Regions from separate parts of the Zea mays genome. Here regions 1 and 2 are each linked to region 3. Evidence: chromatin contacts called from public Hi-C data. All regions are on one chromosome and are shown on one strand. Each heading gives the region's core, a stretch centred on a gene start, on an enhancer-like site or on the middle of the called end of the contact. The rest is flanking DNA. Distances are from core to core; before and after follow the strand shown. Region 1 holds the start of LOC100284241. Region 2 holds the start of LOC100191912 (60S ribosomal protein L13a-like). Region 3 holds the start of LOC103644020 (serine/threonine-protein kinase STE20).

Region 1 (4,443 bases), core at 1,321-3,820, 260 kb before region 3:
AATTGATCTACCACCATTTTATTCCTTATAGGTTAATAATTAGTAATAATATAAGAATGAGTTTATTCCACTAATTTTGTGAACTGTACTCATGATGCAGTACCTCATCTTAGATTCATGATGCATTACCTCATCTAAAATAGATTAATTTTTCAAACCAAACACCTCATAGGATTCTATTGTATCCAGACGAGTATGTTTGCTAATGCTACGTCCGTGTGCCGGTGTGCGTGTGCACATCGTATTTCTATGTTCTGTGGCGTTTGTTTTTACCAGCAGACAGAAAAGTTAGGGTTTAGGAAGAACCCGTTTAGGAAGAACACTATCATTCTCACTTGGCAGCACATTGCTTTCTCAGAATCTCAGTACGAATGTATTCGAAGGCTCACTCTTCGTTCCGTTCTACTCCTACTGGGCACTGCCTGCAGGATAAGACGTCAGTGTAGTCGTACAGGGAGAGCGTTGCATAGGTTCGTGTTGATGGACTGATGGGGATAGTGACAGTATTATTTACTTCTTACTAAAAACCATTATTTTAGGAACTAGTTTAGACTTTAGACAGACACTTATTCTGTAAAGACTATTATTTTAGAATCTAGTTAAAATACTTAGGGGGTGTTTGGTTTGTCCCTGCTAAAATTTAGCCCCTATCACATCGAATGTTTGAACCTCCGTTCGGGATATTAAATGTAGTCGGATTATAAAACTAATTTCTCAGCCAAAGATTAAAAATTGAGACGAATCTAGTACAGTTGGTTGGGTCTATATTTCATACTCCTATTTGAAAGTCAAACGCTTGATGTGACCCGGACTAAACTTTAGTCCACAGAACCAAACACCCCCTTATTAAGGTGGAGTACCTTATATCCATTCATTCATACAATAAGTCCTTTTGGGACAGTGGAGTACTCCACGAAGACCTGGGACTGGGATGGATTCGTGTCCGTAAAGTAAAACCGGACAAAATTGCGACAGCGCCTCAATGGGTAGAACAGCAAAAGCCCTCGATATGTGATGCGCTCCAGCAGTACTCAGATGTGAATGCACATAATATAGTGTCATCTACAGTTTCTACAATTCTACGTCCCATATTTTACACGAACCACTGCATGCAGACAGCATATCTCCTGTTGTATCATCTATTTCAAACTATACAAAAAGTGTAATCTACAGTTCCAGTCCCCTATTTTACCCTATCTACCTGAGACAGTTTTACAGCAGATAGCATATGGCGATGCACATATTGACCTACGAAGGAGAGAAATTCGTGAGTTTAAAAGGCTGAATGCTCATTTTACGCATCCTAGTTTGTGCTCTACTGAAATGAACTGTCGACCACGGCCCCGCAAAAAACATAAGCGCAACTCTTTTTGCATGTTGCTTGTGTTTCTTCTTGCCGAGACTACCAGTACTCGGACAGATAACCTAACATACTACGGAGGTAACTTAACCTACTTAACACTATCGACTGCTATGCTAGTAGTACTTAGGTACAAAGGTGCAAGCGATCCTTTGATTCTTTATAACATGATCCAACCATAGTTGTATTGTGGTTTGTTAGAGATTTTTTAAAGCTACTTGAGCCGGTGGTGGAAGAGTTTAAGTGTTAAACGTGACATGGTTAGATCATGATTTAACATATCAAGAGTCATACACGCTTGCATTTAGGGATTGCTTACATAGAAGTTGTTGCCATAAAAATTGGAAATTTATTTAGATGTGCATCAAACATTTCAAGGTGGTTTATTAACCATTGGTGCATTTAGGGATTGCTTACATAGACCTGGGGCTGGGGCATGTTTGTTGGTTTGGGTTTCAGGCTTTCAGCCACCACAAAATCTGTAGTGTCCGGAGTCCTCACACTTAGGCCTGGGCAAAAAGAACCGGAACCGAGGAACCGAACCGAAATAACCGAGAACCGGAACCGAACTAACCGAACCGAAGGAACCGTTATGAATTTCGGTTCTGGTTTTTTGAGAACCGAAATAAATGAGATATTTTCGGTTCTGCACTCCAAAGAACCGAAAGAACCGAAAAACCCAAAAGTATTAGATTCAATTTGTTACATGTGTTTGTAACTTCGGATGTTGTGTTATTGACTTATGTTGAATCTCTAATCATCCATGTATTATCTATGAAATTATAGTCATTGTGCACTTGTTGTTGTTTGTGGGGAGATGTTGCTGAAATTTCTCACAAAAGTTGTCGTTATTCATAATTTTAGAGTGGCTGTTACAGTTCGGTTAGAACCAAGGAACCGAACCGAAGAACCGAGAACCGAACTAGTCGGTTCTGATTTCTTTATCTTGCTATTTCGGTTCTAGTTTTTGAAGAACCGAATTTCTACAAGAACCGAGGAACCGAACCGAACCGAACCGAACCGAAGAACCGAATGCCCAGGCCTACTCACACTGTCACACAGAGTACTGTTGTTTCTTAAAATAAAATACTCCTACAGTACTGATCGCATTTACTGCGGCCCTGGTGGACCCCGTCGCGCAGTGGTACAGCACTGGCCAGCGTGTCTGCCATATTGCCATGCCAATGCCATGACCCAGCCAGCCCCACAGGCAGGCACTGGCCATGCGTTTTTTTGACCGTTCATGAAAAGCCACACTGCCTTCTGGCACTGGCGCTGGTCCGCTGGACAGGGTGCGCAGCGGCTGCGTTGGAACGGAGTGCACTGCGTCCCTCCCGTCCCGATGCTACGGGACACGCCACCCACAGAACTGGGCGCTGTCCAAGCTGCTGCATTTAAATCCTCCTCCTCGTCACTTGAGTTCAAGGCTTCAAGGGAAGCGAGACTGCGAGAGAGAGAGAGAGAGTTGTACAAGGCTCGTCGCCGGCCGCACTGTAGGGGTACCTTGAGCCTGTTCACCGCCGTCGCCTGCCGCCTCACATCCACAGCATCCATGGCCGACACAGCTCGCCTCTTCATGCTGGTGGCGGTGGCCACGGCGGCGCTCGCCGGCCGCTCAGGTGTGTTACGCGCCCCTCCCTCCCTCCTCTTCCTCTCTCGCTGATTTTATAGCCACACGCCGTGGGTGGGTTTCCATCCTCTCGCAATCCTTTTTTTTCTTTCTTTCTGAAACTCGTCTCCCGCCGCCGCTGGCTGTCATTATTGTCTCTCGTGGCCGTCCCTGGAACCCGGAAGACGGCGCGTGGTGCGTGTGCCGGTCGGACCTGGCGGACAGCGCGCTGCAGAAGACGCTGGACTACGCGTGCGGCGGCGGCGCCGACTGCAAGCCCATCCTGCAGAGCGGCGCCTGCTTCGCCCCGGACACCGTCAAGGCCCACTGCTCCTACGCCGCCAACAGCTTCTACCAGCGCAACGGCCAGAACCCGCAGGCCTGCGTCTTCTCCGGCACCGCCGCGCTCAGCAACGTCGACCCGAGTGAGTCAACCGCACGCGCACGCGCACGCGCACGCGCAGCTCGTTTTTTCGGACGCTCGGTTGGGGTTCCTTCCTGACGCCGCGTTTTGACTCCCCCTCACACTGTCTCTCTCTCGTGGCTGCAGGCGCCAATGGCTGCACGTACCCTGCGACCCCAAGGTAATCCTTGCACGGCATTGCCACTTCTCGCACTCCTTTCTCGATTTTGTTGACAGACAGATATAATTAGTAGTAGAGAACTAGAGATATATAGAGGGCATGACATGCTGTCGTTTGTTGCTAGCGCTAGCATTTCTTGCCACGAGCACGAAACTGAACTGGCTTATTTACCAATGAAAGCAAAAAAAGCCATCGGATATTTCCCAACCCATTTAACATTTTTAACTCAACTGATTGAAAGACGATAGGTATTGGTTCCGGGAAATGCCGCATCTTGCAGTAGCAACTCTCTGGAGTCTGGACAACCTGAAGATATCTCCAGCTCGGCTCGCCGTCGCCGCCCATCTTTAGAAAGGCTTAACCCCTAAGCCTGGTGCCCTGGTCCTAGTGCGTGCTATAGATTTGGAGCCTTTCAAATCAAAGCGACGCGGTACCATCCGGTGGGCGGCCGTGTGTTGTTCACTTGTTCTTTGGGGTTGGAAAAATCCTGGAGGAATAAAAAGGTGGTTTGCGCGTGGCCGCGGGGGGATACGTTTCTCTCTCTCCTTTTTTTCCCCCCACATTTGGCTGCATCGATGAACAACTGTGTATTCATGGGGTCTTTTTAGGGGAATCCTGTACCCTTCTGGTTCCGTCTCGCAGCTAGACGAACCGGCCGGCCCCTTTTGCTGTCACTTTTCGCCTGTGCGTTCGTTTGTGACTTGGCGCGTAGGTTCTCCCCATTATTCATTCCTTCCTGACTCCTTTCAAACCTACTGGAAAGGGGGGGGGGGTAGTGGTTGTTCATAGGGTGCTGGAATATTACCAGGTCGCTAGACGTGTGTGTAGTACTCTCCAAAGTTCAAAGTGGGTTCTTGCATTTGTTCTGGTGTTCTGGCCCCTTTCTCTCT
Region 2 (4,080 bases), core at 280-2,779, 150 kb before region 3:
CGCAGCTTGGCCAATTGCTTCTTCCTCTCGTAGGCAACCTTGGCCTTCTCCTTCCTCTTCTCCTCAAGTTCCTGATAGAGCGGACAAGGGCAAGTGCAGTCAGCTATCAGAACTTGGTAGGATACAATTCCAGTGTGAAAGAAAAAGGCCATGAAAACATTAGCAACTGCTACTGCCGCCTTTAGGCGCTCACATAAAGACTCTCTTTTTTCTAATTGAAATGTAATGGGAACATCCAGCAAGAGTAGCAAATATTTTGATCACATCATAGGAGAATCACAGTAACGATCTAATGATGTTAAAATGGTGTTAAAATGATACAATGATGTTAAAATGGTGTATCAACAAAACAAATGTATGTATCAAATAGTGAGCCATGACCGCCAGACCAGAGGCAAGTATATTCTGATGTGGCATGATTTGTCAGAAGTAGCTGGTTGTTAAAATCATATTGTAAAATCAATGGGAATCCGATTGATTTTTCTTCATCATCCAGAATCATGCACAGCTCAGCATAATACCTCCGCCAACATATAAATGACTATTTAGCAACAAGAATTCAACAACAAATATGAAGAATTTCTCAATAATAAAAGATGTCCAGCGCAGACGAAACTAAATCAATGAAGATGTTCAGCACAGACGAAACTAGAATTTCCAGTAATGCCTTAATCAACAGACCAACCATAATATTATGTAAGAAAAGGGAAAACCATTCGTTTCCAATTACAATCGGGATACTAATTAGTTACCAGCTCTAACTAGCAGGAAGCTACATACGAACAAGAGTGGGAAAACGCTTACCCTGATGGTGTCATGGTAGTTCCACCCGACCTCCTTAGAGAGCTCGCCGAGGAGGCAGTACTTGTGTCCAGGCTGTAGCCTCAGAACCCTAAGAACCACAACAAGAATAGCATCAGACACGAATGTCACAAAGCAAGATCTGCCTGCAATCAGATAAATCCCAAATACGGATGGAAACACGTACTTAAGAGCGTCAGGGATGACCATACGCTTGGTCTTGTCGTACGGCGGCGGGACGCCCTCGTACGTCTTGAGCCTCGCCAGAGCCGCCTCCCCCCTCTTGGTCTTGTGCGGAATCATCCTGCAAATCAGCCACAGCAAACATAAGCCTCACAAGCCACAAAGCACGTCGCAAGGAAGAAATCAGACGGATCCGGGCGGCGTGGCGTTGCTGACATACCCGCGGATGGTGCGCCACAGGATCTTGGCGGGGGCGCGGAAGTGGATGGGCCCGTGGGACGGCTTGGTGTTCATCCGCTTGCGGAGGAAGCGGAGGTACTTCATCTTCTGACGGACGAGGCCGCCCGACATGCAGATCTCCTCGCAGCGGACGACGACCACCTTCTGCCCATTGAGCAGCTCCTTGGCTATGATCGAGGAGAGACGGCCCAGCATGTGGTGGCGCGCGTCGACCACGATGCGCTTCGCGCACACGCCCGAACCGGAGACCATGGCGGCCTTACCTGTGAGGCAGCGGCGGCGCAAGTGTTTGGAGTGGCTGGCGGAGGTGGGTGAAGGTGACGCGGGGTGCTAGGGTTTCTAATTTATAGAGATCAAGGATCAGGGTTCGTTATTGGGCCAGGCCGTAGCTACGGTTCTCTTTAGAAAGGCCCAACAAACGCTTTTAGGCCATCTTTCCGATTTTTTTGTTTTTCAGCCCTATTTTCGAAACATATTTACGTTTAGACCCCTAAACCACTTAAATGTAGTTTTGGATCCAAAGCTTGTCGCCATGAGCTATGGCGCCGAGCTGGCTAACACGGCAGCCACCGTAGCACCTAGCTCGGCGGCACCGATCTTGGCGCCGAGCTAGGACTTAAACGTCGTGCCACCGCTCCTTTCTCCTTCCTCTCCTTTCCGTCGACCGTCCTTCCTCTGCGTCGCGCCGCCCCAGCGCCCGAGCCTCCCCTGCGTCGCGCCGGACACCGCCCGGACCGCCTCCGGACGCCATCTCGCACCGTCGCCGCCGCCCTAGCCGCCCCAGCGCCTCGCGCCGCCCGTGTCGCCTGCTCCCTCCCTCCCTCAGACCCCATTGATAGGTAACATTGTTTTCTAATTTTGAATTAATTTATTTGTATTTATTTGATATTAATTAGTTAGTTAGTGTTTAGTTAATGTTTAGATGTTAGTTATAAGTTAGTTAGTTGTAATTAGTTCTCATGCAATGTGCCATTTTTAATTAAGTTAGTTGTTAGTGTTTAGGGTTAAGGGTTAGTGAGTATTCAGTGTTAATTAACATTGGCATTTACTTAGTTTAGGGTTTAGGGTTGGGGTTTAGCATTTACCTACTACTTAGTTGTTAATTTAGTGAGCTGTCGTTTTTTGCAGGTTATAGAAAACCAACCGTATAGGAAGGTGCTGTCGATTTTTTACTGACAATATTATTTTTTGTATATAGGTGTCGGACTCGACCTTCGCCACCGTGAGTTTGACTCATCTATGATCTCAGGTATACCTTGTTGTCGTATATTATTCGTAGATTATATATTTTTGTTTGTTGTGGTCATTTATATAATTATTATTTACTAAGTAGGTATTACTTATTTATTACATAGTAAGTATTTATGCATAAGTATTTAGTCAGTAGTAAGTACCTAGGCATTATTGAGTTAGTAATCTATGTTTGCAATAGATGGACACCCTAGTGACACTATACCACAGAGGAAGCGTGGAGACAGATGTTTATGGGAATGTTAGTTTTTATGGTATGAAGAACGTGACCATGATGTCCGATGAAAGACCATCTTTTGGCCAGATTTTCGCTCGAGCTTGTGAGGAGATTAGTTGCAATTTAAATGAACCTATAATATAAATTCAGGGTTTGTTGTCCCATATTACATCTGAGACAGTTGTCTGACGGTTGATCTCCATTGCCTCAGAAGATGATTGGGTGAGATATGTCAAAATTGTGAAGACGATTGTTCCACCATGTTTGGATGTGGTTGTTCGAAAGTTATCTTTTAGTCATTGCGATGCTCCATTCGGGTTGTCTCCACAAATGCCAAATGCATCTCATATTGAAGCTCATTTGCCTGAGCTTCCGGAAGAAGTGGTTGTTGTGCCCGATGCTCAATTGGGCCCGAACGAGTATGAGATTTCTCGTCCTGTTCGCGACGTTTGTGGGGCTTCAAATCTGGTGGTACCCCCTAGGAGATCCCATTGACCCAGGATCCAATTTAGGATCATCCTAGTAAGTGTCTTTAACACGTTCATATCCATCATTATTTCGTTTGATTAGACTTTTTAATGTAGTATTTCCTCCTTCGACACTATGTAGGATCTCCACAACTAGATAATGATGCTTATCTTGATGTGCTTGTATCATACAATATGAACAACATATGCATGGCATCAAATAGTGTTGATGTTTAGATTGAGGATGAGGAGGAGCCATATGAGGCTGCACGGGCCTTAGATTCTGATGATGAACGTCCGGTTCAAGAAATGACCGAGCAAGAAATTGAACTCATAAGACGTTTGTGTCCCGAGCATGACCCTGCAGTACATGAATTTAGCAGTCTAAGTCATTCCACCGGTGCATACGTAGAAGGACATGATGATGAACTGCTAGAGGCTCCGGATAACGTCGATCGCATCTATTTGCGTACTAATGATTTTATATTCGTTTGTCTTCCAATATGTGGCGGCCAGAGACTCATACTTTCCACCTTCCCTACGGTGAGATGACCGTGACGCTGGAAGATTATCAGAAGATTCTTGGTCTCAGCATTCTGGGTCGTCTAGTGACCGGTCAGGCAGCACCAGGTGGTTGGAGGCAGAGGGTGGAGGCCTTCCTTGGGAGACTGCTTCCTGATGACCTACGAGGTAGCCACACCACCGGAGTCCCACTCACCTGGCTTAGGCAGGTTTTTGGGGAGTGTCCACCTAGAGCAGACGGTAGGCTACCATTGTCGAGCTTGGATTCTCCACCTATTTGGTTCAGTTCTTTTTTCAGACACGACAGGCGACAACGCATCATGGATGTTTCTGCCTTGCCTGACTGACTGGGATACGACAGGAGGTTACAGCTGGGCTTCTGCAGTGTTGGCCTTCCTC
Region 3 (4,249 bases), core at 1,417-3,916:
TAGTGAAGATGACATATTGGGCAGGGGCCACCTGCCAGTAGGATGATAACACCCTGAATAATATTTCCCAATTTGGACGTCTTTATATTATGATTTCCACAACTGTTGATTTGATATGCTACTGTCACAGTAACCCTCTACTTTCTCCAATAGCTCCAGCAGGGCAGCAATGTGCCAGCTTGAAATGAGCCTCGCAGTCATCAAGAACAGAAGAATTGTTGAGTGGTGGGCTAGTGGCCAAGGAAGAAGCCAAATGGGGGAATGAGCAAACTCATAATGGGATATTTGGGGACTAGAGGCTGTCACGAATGGGTTTCGAAAAACAGAAGAATGCCAAGGAAGAATTGAGCAAGATATATTATATATGAAATATACACATTCCTATTTTTCAATATAACACTTAACAGAAATAGCTAGGACTTCACATCGATCATTTTCCAACACGAACTTGTTTCAAGTTCTCATCAAAGTATCATCATATTAAAGAACCATGCACAAGCACAAATGGGGCATCTTATAGTAAACTGGCATTGACAAGTTTCATCTGCACTTCATTTTGTTTGTCACATCGATGTGAAGTTTCTTGAACTTTGGAATTTGAAGTAGCAAAAGAAACACTGTTAAGAATACCGTGTTGCGCTTTGACATGGTTCTTGTCAGCTGGGCAGCTACACCAAAATCACCTGTTTGTACATTGTTGAGCATGTCAAACACAGAAGTCAAGACATGCAGAAATATCAAGTGCCAACAAAATGAAAAAAATGAACAAACAAATGTGCTTACCCAACTTCACCTCGCCTTGCTCAGTTAGAAGGATGTTGCCCCCCTTAATATCTCTGTGAACTTTAAAAATGGAGTGCAGGTAAGCAAGGCCCTGGAGAAGAAAATAAGCACACAAAAGTTAAATATCCGAAGACATTTAATTGCCCCACAAATGTGGTGTTAGAACCTTTAGTGCTTCTCTACAAATGTAAGCTATTTGGGATTCATCAAGAGGCTCCTCTGTGATGCCTATCAAGTCAGCAACACTTCCACCACCACAGTATTCCATAATTATCTGTAGGTTGAGAATCACATTTGCATCAAGATCATGTTAAATGAGTTGACAACTAGATAAATCTCACAATGATAGAAAAGTTTGGCTAGTTCCTAATATTAATAAAATGGATACAAGCAGGCTATTTGATTATTTATACCCATAGGTACTCCTCTCCTTGGTAGCTTCCAAAGTAGCGGACAACATTTGGATGGCTGCATTGCTGCAGCATCTCAATTTCTCCCCGTATGTCTTCATAGCCTTCTTCCTGAATGCCAGAGATACATGCTTATATTTTAAAGACAAAAATGCAAGGACTCAGAAATCAGAAAGCAACCACATTTATGAGATTCTCCCACAATTAAGCCCATGCAAACAAAATGCTCACAACAAAAGCAATATGGTTGCCAAATATGAAATATGTCTTGGGTAGCCTTCCGGAATATTCACAGAACTTTGTAATAAGAAGCTAGAAACTAACCCCTTCTGTTAATGAGATGATCTTGACAGCCACAAGCTCCTGCGTTCTGAGATCCCTTGCTTTGTACACTGCACCATATGAACCTTTCCCTGCATTTCCAATTGAATTTGCATTGCGCAAAATAGCTCAAAATTTCAGGCATTATACAAAAAGACATATAAAGAACTAATGAAATAATAATTCCAGAGCAAGAGTCGCACCAAGCTCATGGAGCAGCTCGTACTTGGTGGAAGGATCCTCCCTGGTAACACTGTCTGGCACCGAGCTGACCGATGGCTTCCGCCTTGAATGTTGTTGCTGTTGTTGCTGCATCAGAGGCGATGGCTGCCGGAGCTCCTCTGACTGCTCCACCGCTGGAGTCCAGAAAGAGGACCCGAAACCCCCGCCGCCGCCAGAGGCAGATTCATGGGAACTGGAGCCCCCGCTGGTGTGGCGAATGAAGGTGCCAGAGAACGACCCGCGGGGGCTCGACGGGCTCCCTGGCCGGCGGATGAATGTGCCGGAGGCTGACTTCCCGGGGCTCGACGGGCTGCCGGTCCGGCGGATGAATGTGCCAGAGACGGACTCGCGAGGGCTAGACGAGCCACCCGAGCGACGGATGAATGTGCCGGAGGCGGACCCGCGAGGGCTGGAGGAGGTTCTCCCCGAGCGTGTGGTGGAATGAACGACGAAGGTAGAGTACGGGTCGTCATCGGTAGCGCGGGGGCTTGAGCGCCGCAGATCCAGGAACGGAGATCGACCGGAGGCCGGGACGCCGCTCTTGAAGGCCGCCGTGGCAGAGAGGGAAGCATCGTCAGGGTCGGAGGAGTAGGGGTCCTCGTCGTCGTCGAACGAGGCGCCGCCAAAGTCCTTGGGGAGCCGCTGAAGAAGCGGAGGCAGCGAGGAGGGGTCTTCCTCCTCGTCTTCCTCCGCCCGCGTGGAGGGGCCCCTGCCGCCGCGGGCGTCGTCTTCATCGTCATCGCCGTGGACAACGAAGGTTGAGTAGACGTCGGTTTTCTTGGCACGCGACCACGGCGAGCGCGGGGAGAAAGCCATGGCGTGCCACGCGAGGTGGGACTGGGAGGAGACGGTGAAGGTGCTCGTCGGGAATGGCAAATGGGGAAAATTGTTTGTTTAGTTGGATCCAGTTCACTCGAATCTGGCAAATACGGGTCGGGCTTGGATGGGCCATCCCATTTTAGGCCCACACGACCACACCCAATCACCCACAGTCCAGAGAGCTTCGAGGACTGAAGGGTCTCGCATTTCCCTCCTCTCAGTTGCATTTGTACGGTTGCACACGAGATCATTTTGAAAAAAAAAACAATGCAACGATGTGGGAGAACGTTTAGAGCTAGTTACCGGTGGGAAGATGTTGGATGGTAGAACGTTTAGGGAAAGTCTAAAATCCGGAGGGTATTGAAGGGCTTAAAATCACCTTCTTATTTAAAATTGAATAAGGAGTGAATTTTAGCCTCTTTAATCCTCTCCGGGTCTAGTTGGAATTGGAGGAGTAGAGCGTTCTAGCCCTTTCAATCCCCTGCGGTTTTCTGGCTTCCAAACTAGTCTTTATTGGCATATATGTTTCCACATCACACGTGGTAGGGTGAAACCATCATTACAATTTACACATTACATCCTAAGAAGAAGGCCATATTTGATTAGAGGGACTAATCTTTAATCTCTAATTTTTAATCTTGTTTTCTAATTTTTAATCTTGTTTAGTCCTTATTTTACCAAACGGAAGGACTAAAGTAAAGACTAATTGGTTTTAGTCTTTAGTCCCTCACATGGGTGCTAAAAGTGACTAAAAAGCAACATTTACGCTAATTGTCTGTGACTAGAAAACTGACGTCATACATAGAAAACACTAAAAAGTGTATTTTTGTCTTTATATGTTACATTTAATATATTTAGAATATGTTTAGTCCATACAACCAAACACGATATGGACTTAACTTTAGTCTTAAAACTAATGAAACTAAACGCGACCGAAATATCCCGCAATCCACAATGGGATAAAAATAACAGAACATCGAAAGGAGGCTGACCAATAAAAATCAGGTCAATGGTTCATATAACTGGCATCTGCAGAACCAAAAAAAAACATCTGATTGGGATTTGCTATTAGGTCAAACAATTGCTTATGCAGTTTCAAAAAAAAATCGCTTATGCAAATTTCTCCCATATACAACTAAAGTTACACTAGCACATTCCTCCTGAAACAGTAATACTGAAAACATACTCTTTTGATTTGCGTGGTTGAATCTACAAGCTTATACGGTTTGTTTCCAGAATTTGATCGATCTATCGTTTCCACAACTAACAAAAACTGGCTCAACTGGGGAATGGTCGAGCCATCTAGGAGCACCAGTGCTGCCAGAAGGCAATCTTGTAACCTTTTCAGCAGTAAGTGCATCCCAGACGACAACCTGAAGAGTGACATATCATAGTTAAGCTCTATTTCCCTGCTGAACTACAAATACATATACTGTTCTGAAATTGAGATTTACCTCATTGTTTTGTTCATCAACTGATAGCACAAATTCCTCGGTTTCATTGAAGACAGCCTGGATAGTAAGAACAGTTATTATCATATTTATCGTTTATCATAGAAGTTAGGTACGTTGTTATCCTTAGAAGCTCAAGCCAGGCTATTTCCGGATTAAAAATGCAATATTTTGTTTCCTAAACTTTGGGTAAAAAAGAATATGTATGACACACGAGTAAATTTAAATCAGAAAAAATGATAA

What was found. Hi-C and Micro-C count contacts between places; a contact is called where the count stands out from the background.
Region 1: a contact with region 3 is called in a Hi-C map of leaf, with 2.6 times the contacts expected there. The contact joins the promoter of LOC100284241 here to the promoter of LOC103644020 in region 3. A contact is called at or near these places in 7 of 25 Hi-C or Micro-C datasets (bundle sheath, ear, leaf and 1 more).
Region 2: a Hi-C map of leaf shows a contact between it and region 3, with 5 times the contacts expected there. The contact joins the promoter of LOC100191912 here to the promoter of LOC103644020 in region 3. A contact is called at or near these places in 2 of 25 Hi-C or Micro-C datasets (endosperm and leaf).

Annotation. Positions count from the first base shown.
Region 1 is chr1:284,565,809-284,570,251 of Zm-B73-REFERENCE-NAM-5.0, reverse strand. LOC100284241 reads left to right here and starts at 2,570. Exons shown (of 4, transcript NM_001157136.2): 1 at 2,570-2,979; 2 at 3,155-3,394; 3 at 3,520-3,553. The coding sequence starts at 2,604.
Region 2 is chr1:284,458,481-284,462,560 of Zm-B73-REFERENCE-NAM-5.0, reverse strand. LOC100191912 (60S ribosomal protein L13a-like) reads right to left here and starts at 1,529. Exons shown (of 4, transcript NM_001137336.3): 1 at 1,205-1,529; 2 at 989-1,105; 3 at 805-892; 4 at 1-71. The coding sequence starts at 1,476. LOC111590702 (small nucleolar RNA R12) reads right to left here and starts at 498; the gene lies at 419-498.
Region 3 is chr1:284,310,113-284,314,361 of Zm-B73-REFERENCE-NAM-5.0, reverse strand. It overlaps LOC103644020 (serine/threonine-protein kinase STE20), which reads right to left and starts at 2,666. Exons shown (of 18, transcript XM_008667209.3): 1 at 1,718-2,666; 2 at 1,518-1,606; 3 at 1,197-1,304; 4 at 950-1,057; 5 at 784-874; 6 at 631-683. The coding sequence starts at 2,552. It overlaps LOC100192488, which reads right to left. Exons shown (of 13, transcript NM_001137708.1): 12 at 4,010-4,066; 13 at 3,644-3,928. The coding sequence ends at 3,773.